2 separate regions of the Anser cygnoides genome follow, and region 2 is linked to region 1. Evidence: chromatin contacts called from public Hi-C data. All regions are on one chromosome and are shown on one strand. Each heading gives the region's core, a stretch centred on a gene start, on an enhancer-like site or on the middle of the called end of the contact. The rest is flanking DNA. Distances are from core to core; before and after follow the strand shown.

Region 1 (6,105 bases), core at 1,751-4,250:
TGGCTCGCACAGAGATAGAGCTGGGCTTATGCACAGCGGGTCGCACAGACCTGGCTGCTCACGGCCAGGTCTGGCAGCCGTCTTCTGGCCATGTGCCCCTCCTTGCACGAGGCAGGCAGCTCCCCACAGCCCACACTGAGCTTCAGAAGGGAGATGAAACCAGTGGGGGCAGCAATGCTGCTAGGCTGCATTTATGGTGTCATAAGTGACGTAAGGCACATGACGTGATGTGTTCACCACATGTGGTCCCTCACCTGCCGTGTCACCCGTGCGCTCACCACTGATGGGCGAAGATGTGGGCACACTTCCCTCCTTTTCCTCCTTAAGTAGACCCAGCCAACCAGCGTGGTCACTAATTTCATGAAACGAAGATAAAAGATGGGGCATACTGAATCCACCTGCACTGCTTCCAGCAGGCTAGTGTCTGCCATGCTCTTCCAGCCACAGCAGACACCGCTGTCTTGGTAAGTTTTCTGTGGCCAGTATGGGCAACTGCTCTGCAGAAAGTGCTGTGCTTGCCCAACTGATGTGTACCCACCACTCCTCCAATATATGCATTCGTAATCCCACCAGACACATCCTCGGTATTCATAGCTCTTACCACCCAAAGCAAAAGAGGACTTAAGCAACAAACTGCAGAACTGCAACAAGATTTATGGCTTTTGCTCTTGGTGGAATTTATCTTATTTTCCTTGTATTGTTAATTGTCCATGGGTGCAGGGAGGGGAGGACAGAGCAAAAGGGAAGCCCAGGGAAGCAGTGCAGACATACTAATATACCAGTAACGCCTTTAATTGACATCAGGACTCTCTTTGAACTGTCAGCACTATGTCAGCATCACTTGCCAAAGATACTCCCCTGTGTTCCAGGAACACGTGGCCCGCAAACAGGAGGGGAGCATGTTGAGTGACTGCCTGCATGGGGTTGGTACAGTCAGCTCCCCAAACCAGTGCCAACAATGGCAATTTCCCATCTAAATGAGGTCAACCATTTTCACCTGTGAGCTTGGCAGTGATGTAATAGCACAGTTGTCCAGGGCTTGGTGGATAAACTCTCCAGCCTCCCTTGGTTAGCAGCCCACATGGCTGCAGCCCATGTATAAACACTTTGCTGTTGGCCCAGGTGTTGCACACACAGCCGTCTGCAGGAACCAGGTTTGCAAAAGTCTCTGTTTCTAGTTGGTTTGGAAAAAAACTGAGGGGTGAATTAAGAGATTCTGTGGTGCTGGCCTTCTTCCTTATCTCCTAACTGCTAAGTCAAAGTATCAGTAGGAAGTTAAACTCCACACCTCCACAGGAAGATGCAGGCTGGATGAGCTCTAGGCATTCTGAAGTGAAAGGCACTGAACAAAACTCTATCATCAGCCTTCTGTTCATTTTACTTGCAAGGCTATGGCAGAGATGCAGGCCAATATTTAAGGTTCTGTTTTAAAATTAAATATAGACTAATCAAGGGAAAAGCTTGGAACCTTCCATTTTAGCATGAGTTTGTTAGCTGTTTTGAAAGACAGTTTTCACTTACATGAAAACATGCGTTTGTGTAGGTGCAGAAGCAAATTTATGTTAAAGGAAGGCAGCTTCTGAGTGTTCAAAAATAAGAGCATTTCAGAATTAAAGTTGAATGGACACCCTAATTCCCAGGCTTCGTACAGGTGTGTAAAGCTGTATAGGTTAGTATGATAAGATTTGAACTATATGACTCCCTGTTAAGTTTACCTGTGGAAAAATAGAGGTTCTTTTAATGTGCACAGTGGTCTCCTAGTCATTCAGTCCATACTGTATTTCCCTTTCCCAGATCACTTTTGTCTCCAAAGATTTGTATTTTATTTTATTTTATTTTATTTTATTTTATTTTATTTTATTTTATTTTATTTTATTTTATTTTATTTTTTTATCAAGGTTTTCATTATTTTGCCTTTATGTGTTCCTCTGATGTCTGTTGCTTTCTTTTAAACTGGTACCCAGAGAAGTGCCATATATTAGGCCAGCGGGTTGGGAAAAGGCCATCAAATGACTGCAGCGATGCTCAGGTGCAAGTCACCATGGACTTGTAAAGTGGTATGATGTTATCTCAACTGTGTCAACTCTGTATCAGTGACATGGTTTCTGTTGTGCAGCACAATTTCACCACAAAATTATCATCAGCTGCCAACAGACATGCCTCAGTCCCTCCGAAACGGTGCATGCAGTGTGGTTGACTCTTCCTCCAGTGCAAAGGCAATGCCTCAAAGCCACACTGCAAGGCAGCCTTTTCCACGGTTTCTGCTGGTTTCCTGGCTGGGTGGGAAGCTTCGCTGGCTGGGCCTGCAGATAAGCTCCTGTGCATGGCTGGAAGAACTGTATCAGCATTAGTTAGAAATAACATCGGAGTGGGTTAGAAATGGCGTTTTGGTTAGCTCAGAATGCTTCAGCTGGTTGAGGAGAGGAAAAGGAGGCACAGAGGTGTCCAAGGGAAAGCTGTATCTCTTAACTTGCTACTTTTATGGCTTTGTTTTTCCTGTTTCTGTATTAACGGCCAGAAATGCCGAGGGGGCAAAGGCTGCAGCCTCGGGAGCTCGCCGGTGGCAGTGAAGGAGACACGGGGACACACACACACACACACACACACACAGACAGACAGACAGACAGACACACAGACACACAGACACACAGACACACACAGACACAGACACAGACACACACACAGACACAGACACAGACACAGACACAGACACAGACACACACAGACACACACACACACACACACACACACACACAGACACACACAGACACACACACAGACACAGACACAGACACACACACAGACACAGACACAGACACAGACACAGACACAGACACACACAGACACACACACACACACACACAGACACACACAGACACACACACAGACACACACACAGACACACACACAGACACACACACACACACACGCAGGCACATCGCACCTTCCTGCAACGTGTCGGCAATCGGCCTTTTGAAAGACACAAACCAAACCAAACCAAACCAAAACCTCATCGGGCCCACGAGCCCGGCCGCCATTACCGGGCTCGGAGCTCCCCCTTCCGGCCCGCCGGGGCCCGGCCTCGGGGCTGCCTCAGCCCGGCTCAGGGGGGCCCGGCGGCGGGCAGCCCTCCCTCGCCGCCCCGCTGCCGGCTGCCGGCGGCCCCGGCCCCTCAGGAGGCCTCGGGGGAGGAGGGCAGGGAGGAGAGTGCGTCCCACCCCGGCTCGTTCAGGAGCCAGCTGGGCTCCGCGGAGTGCCTGTACGGCCAATGAGGCGTTTTAGTGTCAGCACTGTAACGGCCAGGGCTGCAGTCAAGCCAAGGTCCTTCATGCTGTAATTTCTCCGCTGTAATGGTTTCCCCGCTGTGTCTTTCCCCTGCACGCATCCGTTCTTCACGCAGCTTTCTCTGTTGGCCCCTCCAAAGGGTGCAGAGTTGTCTTCTCCCTCACTGATGTGTCCCAATGCAAACCCGACACTCCCGCTTTGACCCGCTGCGTTCCTGCTCCCCTCGCTGTTTGTGATCTTGGCAGATCTTGTGGGACCAGCCCTCACAGTGGTCCCTACCCCAGTAGAGGGGGCCTCCCTGAATGTTTTGGGAGCCCACAGCTCCTTCACCCCTCACTGCAGAGACAGAATATCCCAAGAGGGACTTCAGTGACTGGCCCTGCTGCTTCAAAGGTCCAGTTGAGCAAAGGAGGCAATAAAATGCCTCCTGCATCAGTGGAAGGAGGCAAATGAGATGAACAAATAAATGTGAGCCCCAGTAACATAAGAATATTTGATATCCATGATGTGTGGAGCTTCCCAGAAAAATACTCTGTTTTATGCAGAAACAGCTAAATACAGTGGGGTTTGCAGCAAACCATTGCAAGTCTCCAGCTTCACTTCTGACAAGGTTGCCTACTGGTCCCATATGTGCCAAGTGCTGTGTGCCAGCTTTTCTCCTGAGCCCCTAAATGTCAGCAGCCTCCACCAGGACCACGTGGGCATCTCACAGAATCACTGAATGGTTTGGGTTGGCAGGGAACTGTGAAGAACAGCTAGTCCAAGCCCCCTGCCATGGGCAGGGACATGTCTCACTAGATCCGGTTGCCCAAAGCATCTCCTACATGACCAATTTTCTGTGATTGCTGGAGTGGGCACTGACAACTCTTAAGCAGCCTTCTGTTGTTCTTGAGAAATTAATAATACATTAAAACATTACTCAGCACTTGTATATATAGCTTGATGAATATTAATTAAGCCTCAAAATCAGCTGGAGATACCAGCATTGCTTCCTTGCCAGGCAGAAAAACAGAGGATGAGATGATAGAGGTCATTCACAAAGGCTGCAGCCTTTCTTCAGTACGTGCGAACAGGAGCCAGTGTGCTGTTCACCCAACAGGACTAAAATGACAGGTGTATACAAAAAAGTATTTAAAAATTGTAAATTGTATAAATTGTATATACCTTTTTGTGCTCTTCTGCTCAGGTTAATTGTGCCCCTGTAAGCCTTGGCCATACAAATTGACTCAGGAGAGGCCTACTTGTGAGCTTAAAATCAAGGTTTTAAAGCAGCCTCCCTATAGCAGCTGTGAAGGACAAAACAGAACAAACAACAACAAAAAATTAATATCTTTCAAGGTGGAGTTCAAGCAGTTTATGAGCTGGATTATACAAGCTGCTTGCCTGTGCCCCTGTCGGGGCTGGACTGGATGACCTGGCATGCCCCTTCCTGCCCTGATCTCAAATGTTTTTTTTTACAAGGACATTTCTGACAAAGACAAAGAACTTTTTTTTTCCCTTTTAAAAACAGTAAAATCGAGAGAGCCCTGAGCTTTCTCTTTGCATTTCATACAAGAACAAATGGGAAGAATAAATGCAAGTCCTACCAACAAGAAGATATATAATACCCGTGATGTGGGGATCTTCACAGCAAAATAAAGACTGTTTTATACAGAAATAGCTGAATACAGCCTGTAAATGCCCAGCAATTAATCACAGGTTTGAAGAAATACAACACAGTCATGAAGGCTGAATTTTAAATGCTCTCTTTTCCTGTTTGGACAGTGACAAATTAAGGCCCATAGAAAAGCAGGTGTGGCTCTGGAAGAAGCCCTCTGAGGGCAATTAAAAATGGGAAAGCAGCTGGTAAGTGTGCAGATGTGACAGATAGAGCAGCTTAAAATATTAATACGAAGGAGGAGAATGGAGGAATTAATGGTGTAGGAGCTGAGGCAAATGAAACAGCACCTGATTTCCAAAGGGGGTTGTGCTACCTCGGATAAAGTGCCTTATTGTGAGGGATGGGGCAAGTGCTGGCCCAGGAAAGCCATGACAGCTACATGCCCTTGACAGCTGCCCTGTGCCTTTTGATGGGCTCAAAGCAAAGCCCCCGGTGAAGGACACCACAGCCTGCAGGAGGTGCTGCCCCATATGCCCCACGGCTCCCCCACAGCGTCTTCAGTCACATCTGAAGCTGACGGTGCAGACACCTCCAAAAACATCCACGGAGCCCAGTAACGGGGAGAGCTGGATTTTCCAGAATCAGCTCTGATGGGAGCTTGGTCAAATCCAACAGATGACATCCAGGCAGATTTCACAGACAGCTCCTCGTGGTTTCCAGTTTGTCCACAGTCTCCACTGTTTGCTGTTCTGAGCCATTCAAGAAAATGGTTATTTTTCCCCATTTCAAACACATACAACAATTCAGATAAAAGTCAAATCATGAAGGAGTTGTAATTTGCCATTAGGATTACCACGTAGGAAGCCTCAACAGGTTTATAAATAGTGCCATGAAAACAAAATATGAATCAGTGCAAGCCTGAGCTCATCGTCCCATTTGGAAGAACATCATACAGTGATTTTCACTGCACTTTGTACCGTTTCTCTCACATTTATCCCTTCGCTGCCACTCTCCACACATATAGCAGGTAGGAGGTGTCATTGAAACAGCATTTTGTAGGAATTAGCTTCTAGCAAAGTGCAGGCTGGGGGACTGGTCCCATTTTCCTCATCAAAGTCTATTCTTCTGAAGTAATTTGTTGATAAAAAAATCTCTTTCCCGCTGTGAATTATATGGACTTTTTCCTCAAAAAAAAAAATAAAAATGTCTACACAGATTGC
Region 2 (5,898 bases), core at 638-3,137, 36 kb before region 1:
CCTGACTGGGCCATCACATTGCCTGCCAGCCCGGCACGCAGCTGCAGCCTCCCCCCGGGTGGCTGAAAGGCTCTGGATGCAGCCTTGCACGGACTGGGACGCCGGTGACACGCAGCTCGGCTGCCCCGCTCGAGCAGCCTTGCCGCTTTCATCTCCTGTTGCACGATGCCAGTTCTTTTCTTCCATCCCCAGCTGCTGCAGCGAGGTGATGCTGGCGCCTGCCTCAGTTAAAATAAATCACAAGTTCCTCACCAGTGACTTTTGCAGGGTAAAAAAAAAAAAAATAAACAAGAAAAAACCCTAAATGCATGACAGAAGAACATGCAACAAGTTGAAACAGATGACAAGGTAAAACAGCTTCTTAATCATTTGTGTTTGCTTGTGGCAAGCCAAGCTCCTTGTGTCTGGCATCTGGGGCTGGATGTGCTGCCTTTTGCTGGCACGCTTGCAGTTCTGGAGAGCTGTGGCATTTCTCCCAGCCTGGCAAATATCCTGAAGGATCCTGTGCACCAGGAAAGAGATAAGCAGGTGGTATTTTTATGGGCAGCCTGCTTTGGAGAGGCCAGAGCCCTGCACCACTGGAAGATTTGAACCCCAGAAGTTGTGGTGCTGCCCTGTTCACCTGGGTGATGTCTGCTCCAGCAGATGGGCTGGGGGTCCAGGACCTGCTGTTGTACCAGCAGAGCAGGCACTGGTGATAGCTCGCCACGAGTCCGTCTGTCCTTCTCTTGGGCACACGGGTACCGATGGCCCTGGTTCCAGCTGCCTCTGCCCTGGCTGTGTGACCCTGGCTTGGTTTTGCTGAGAAAACTGCAGCTGCACTGTAAGAAAACACACCAACGAGATACGCCAGGCGAGATACGACAAGTAAAAACACAGAGAGCTAAAGTTGCCAAGATGATAACAGCTAGCAACACAAGGCTCCGAGATGTAAATGCTAATGGAAGAGGTATAAAACCCTGAAAAGAGAGGTGGGAGATGGCAAGCCACCACCAGGAAGGCTCAGCCTGTTTCAGGGGACAGCCACCAACACTTCTCCTGGCGACTGGCTACATGGCCCCAGGGACCAGGCGTGGGGCAGGGCGAGCCCACTAAGGCTCAGCCAAGAGCTGGTAGCACAGCTGCGTGCCTCGAGGTCCCGTGTTCCTGCTGCGTGGCGAACGATGCACGAGCGGCAGGGACCCCAGAGCATCAGGATGATGAGGGTGTAGGGAAGGGACGGTTCGTTCAGTCAGTCCAGGGTACAGGCACAGCTCGGGTAACACCTGGGTGCTTTTTGTCCTCCTTTGGCACAGGTGCGAGTGCTGGTTTGGGGCAGGGAGGCAGGCCTCGAGGGAGGCCGAAGGCTGCCTTGCTCAGCTGGCGTTGGACCGGGCGAGCAGACAGGCTGGACATGCCGCCGGGAGCCTTGTGGGGAGCAAGCAGAAGGCCTGACCTCCTCATGGCTGGAGGGCGGCCAGCTCTGCAACCTTCCCCAGGTGCCAGCATCTGTGGGGCACGTCCCCACGATGGATGAGCCTCCCTGGGGCTGCTTCTCTTCTGTGGGCTGAGGAATGCAAGCCTTACCCTTTCCCCAGCCTGGCAGGGTCTGGCAGGTGGGTCCTCCACGCTTCCAGGGCTAACGCAGCACTGCGAGCTGCTTTTACCTGGGAGAAGCAAATGAAATGCAAGCAAAGTGAGGCAGCATGTAATTACAGTCTATAGCAGACGCTGGCAGCGTGGTGGAGGTATAGCTCTGCCCCTGTGGCTGGCAGCAGAAGAACCTGGTGCCGGCTCGTGACGAAAGCGCAAACAACTTTTCATTAACATGAAACTTTGCACCACCCAGCTCTTACCAGCAGCAGTAGTGGCAACAGCCAGAAAACAAACACATAATTTGTTTTGTAGTGCTGCAAACTATTCCTTTTTGTTAAAGACTTAGGAGCTGGAGGAGCCCCACAGTGCGTGCAGAGGACAGGTCCTTGCGGACTCCCCTGCGCGCTGCTTTCCCCATCGCTGCAAGGCGGCGAGACACGGAGCTCTTTCCTCCTCTGGCTCCAAGTTAATCATCTGTTTGCAATTAACCTGCGACCTCCCGCCCCCGCACACGCTGGGCAGTGCTGTAGCTTTAACACAGGCGGTGGAAGCGGGAGGGAGGACAGCGGTGCCAGGTCCAGCCCCAAAGCTGCTGCAGATCCCTCACTCCTGGCCCCGGTCTCAGCGGCGCTGCCTGCCATGGGGAGCCGCAGGGTCCTCGCCGTGGTCCTCTCCTTCCTCGCCTTCCTCTCCATCGCTGCTGCCCGCCGCAAGCTGCTGGTGTTCCTGCTCGACGGCTTTCGCTTCGACTACATCGATGACAAGGAGCTGGAGGCTCTGCCGGGCTTTCGGAACATCGTCAACATGGGGGTGAAGGTGGATTACATGACCCCAGATTTCCCCAGCCTCTCCTACCCGAACTATTACACGCTGATGACAGGTGAGCACTCGCGTTTCTTCGCTGTGATGCTCGGCGGGGCTGCCAGCATCCTGTGCCGGGGCGGAGGGCACTTCTCTCATACCTTTCCTATGGAGAAGCTGTAAAAGTAACTCTGGTCATGCTTTTAGCTGGGGGTTTAAAACCATTGCAGCTTGGTACTGCTTGCCTAGACGAAATGACGAGCAGACCTGTCCTGAACTTGGAAACGCTGCACAGAGCTGGTTTTGCTCCAGTGCAGTGCTGCCGGCTCCCTGCCTCGCCTGCTGCACTCAGAGCACAGAAATGGGTGGGAAACGTACGGACAGTGAGCATGGAGCCTGTTCAGAGAGCTTTCAGTTAACAGAAAGGCATGCAGGCTGAGGGGGGCTAAGATAAGGCTGATTTTCAGCCAGCAGGTCTGTTTTAGAAAGTTCAGCATCACATATCCACTTGCACTCTGCTGACTTTCTGCTGTCACGGGTCCCTGCTCTAACTCTGCCCAAACTTATTATAACTGTAGTCTTGGGGAGAAAAAAAAAAAAAGCCCTAAGGAATTTTTTATTTTGCTCCTCTACTGTCTCTCTCATTCTGAGTGCCCAGGAGAGGTTTCCAGAAAAGTGGAAGAAGAGACGTAATTTTCACCATGCCGATTTCCTTTTAACCTGACTGGGGCCATACATAATTACCGTGGTACTAGGAAGGTGCAGAGTACAGGTTTGCTGTTTGTATCAGATAAAGGCAGCCTGGAGACAAAACTCAAGCGCACAAAGAAACGGATTTTTTTTTTTTCTGGAGTTTCAGATGGGATTTTTCCTCCATAGTTATTTAACAAACAAGACCTTACAGCTAACTGCGAACAGTGAGAAAAACTGCTCTCTCCTCGATATGTGGCGTCTTCTGCTGTCCACAGAACAATACAAAGCCCAGCAGTTCATATACTGCTTGCTGGGAAGGCAGAGAGATGCCATTGTAAGACAAAATCTGACATCAGTTGTGCCCAGCTTGTTTTGAAACCGCTTAACCCTTCCCTCTCTATCTTGATTTTGAGAGAGAAATACCTTTTCGATGCTTATTTCATCTCTCAATTAACTTTTTTTCTTTTTTAAAAGTAGAAAGCTGCCAGGTTTTCTTCATGGCAGTGGGAAGGCATGAATGCAGGGCAGATTTCACTAAAGCAAATAGAGGTGGCACTCCACTGTGGACCTTCTTCTGTAAATGTATGCAGGCACACCGGCTGAACACTTCATATAGTGAAAAGCCTTTGGGTGAAGTTGTTGAAGAGCACAGGGAGTGACTGCTTTCTCCCTTTACTGCGATTAATCATCACACCTGTTGGGTGCATACGTGCAGAGTGAAGCCCATCATCAGCCCTTTGAAGAGCTTTGAAAACATCCCCTTTAGTGCTCAGGAAGGAGATTTGGTGTAGGTGATGAAACGTGACTTGTAGGCTTCTCACGTTTTTAGGGTACTGGAGTTTCTAGCCAGAAGCAATGAGACAGTCTGCGAGACAAAACCTTTTCATAAGTCTCCTGGCCTTCGTGGCAAGGATCTCTGTTGCAAGTACAAATGAGCTGCAAATAATAATTAACCTTTATATTGCATGAGCCACAGCAGTGTTAAACAGGTCAGGAAGAAATCAAGGGCTAGATTTGGGTAACAAACAAGCCCAAAGGAAGATCTGAGGTTGCACCTGAGCCGTTGGGGTGTAGGTGTACCCTGTGGCTGTGTCCTGGCAGTGTCCTGCCCACCCCAAAACCACGGTACAGGGTCTGCAGGAGGAGATGTCACATTTTGGGTGGTGGTGGGGCTGGGGCAGGAGGCAGGTTGGTGTTGGTGGCTGTGAAGCCACGCGCTCAGGCTGTGTGTGATCAATTTAACCCCACATCGGACACGGCAGTTCGTGCATCTCTGCTGAGGGGTGCCTGTAACTAGGTTTGCTTCCCTTAGGAACTGGGACGTGCAGGACTTAAATGTTACCAGTTTGTTCTGGGAAATCAGGAGCTACAAGGACAGGCTATTCTTCATGTCTTGTCCTAAACCGCTGTATCGTGAGCTGTTAAGAAAACTCACTTTTGACCTCCAGATTGCAGTATCTTAGCATCTCTAACAGTGCTTTCACAGTATATTGGCGTTTATTCAGCTAAATCAGCGTAAGAAATGTCTAGCCCCTTCTGCACATTCCCGCCCCAGATTTGTTCACTGTATCTCACAGCATGATAAGCACTCCCGTCCCTTTTTTCCCTGCTCATTCACAAGCTCCTGTGGAACTGCACATCCAGGCGTGCTGATGGCTGTTTCTTAGTGCCACAAGGGCCTTAGTTGTTATGAGGGATGTCCTCCCTTGCTTTAGTGGCTTTGGATGAGGACATGGGCTCTGCTTATTGCTTACCACCACCATCAGGATGGGTTGGTCCCCTCAGACCTCAGCTCACCTCCTCCTCCTGCCCAGAGCTGCAGCCGGAGGTCCTGGTTTGGGGCATGTGGGCAGCAGCCTCTGCCCACCACATCTCACTGAAGATGCCAAACTGCCCCTGCCAGCCCTGCCCAGAGGCAGCTTTCATCTGCAACAGGCAAGAAGCAAGCACCAGCACGCAGTGCAGCTGTCTGACTGTCTGCAGGATCATTTAGTCATTCCATTAGACTCTCCTGATGTTTGCAAGAGGGCAACCTAATTGAGTTTAATATTCACAAGAAAAAGCAAGAGTTTACTGAGCGTTTCAAAGGTATAACCAAGAGATGCAACCATAACTGATGACAAAGTGGCATGGATCTAAAGACAACTAACAACCACTGATGTGTAGCACACCCTGTTTTGCTGACAATATTTGCTAGGTGAAGCACAGGTGCAGTGGGAGAAAGAGCACCCGACATAGGTAATACAATGCTGACAATCTAGGTAAAACAAGATGGATAAATGTTGGGAAGGGAAACTTGGAGAGGGAGATGTTTTTCCAGGGTCACACAGTGCAGCACGGTGATGCTGGATGAGCACAGAGCTCCCTGCAGCTGGTTTGAAACCAGGTGGTGAAACCAGGAGGGTTATGAGTTGCCCGAAGCGGTGGATTCAGGGAATGGTGGATGTAGGAGGACAATCACCAAGGCTAAAGCCAGAGTTTTCAGCTATTAAGTGGAATTAGGCCACAGAGCCCTGCCAGGGGTAGGACTGCCCATTATATATTAAGAGTTAACAGAAGAAAACCTGTACTGTTAATCCTCAGACTTGAGTCATTCAAAGACAGTAGCATTCAGTGTTAATCCTCACCGTAATAAGTTAGGTCTCCTTAATTCTTCTAGTGCTGTTAACCTCCAAGCAGTTTTTTTCTGAGGCTTCCCGGAGTGATGCAGAAAGCCCAAGGCCAGCCAGAAGATCTTTGTCCTTCCTCTGTTTCCTCAGCAATTACGAGAAAGGAAAGCAGAGCACAGAAAGGAGACCAACACCAGTGGCTAGGCTTCTTTGTATAAAG

Evidence for each region. Hi-C and Micro-C count contacts between places; a contact is called where the count stands out from the background.
Region 2: a Hi-C map of liver shows a contact between it and region 1, with 3 times the contacts expected there. The contact joins the promoter of ENPP6 here to the enhancer-like site in region 1. A contact is called at or near these places in 2 of 7 Hi-C or Micro-C datasets (both in liver).

Annotation. Positions count from the first base shown.
Region 1 is chr4:59,304,101-59,310,205 of Taihu_goose_T2T_genome, reverse strand. No RefSeq gene overlaps it. Among named protein-coding and RNA genes, the nearest start is that of ENPP6, 36 kb to the left of the region's middle. Within about 2 kb of position 3,000, at least 1 of the 3 cell types and tissues checked has open chromatin away from gene starts, as enhancers often do. A contact at or near this core is called in liver, where this site is marked.
Region 2 is chr4:59,339,228-59,345,125 of Taihu_goose_T2T_genome, reverse strand. ENPP6 (ectonucleotide pyrophosphatase/phosphodiesterase 6) reads left to right here and starts at 1,887. Exons shown (of 8, transcript XM_013179738.3): 1 at 1,887-2,455. The coding sequence starts at 2,215. LOC106035142 (a long non-coding RNA gene) reads right to left here and starts at 1,726. Exons shown (of 3, transcript XR_001206572.3): 1 at 1,567-1,726; 2 at 623-821; 3 at 1-502.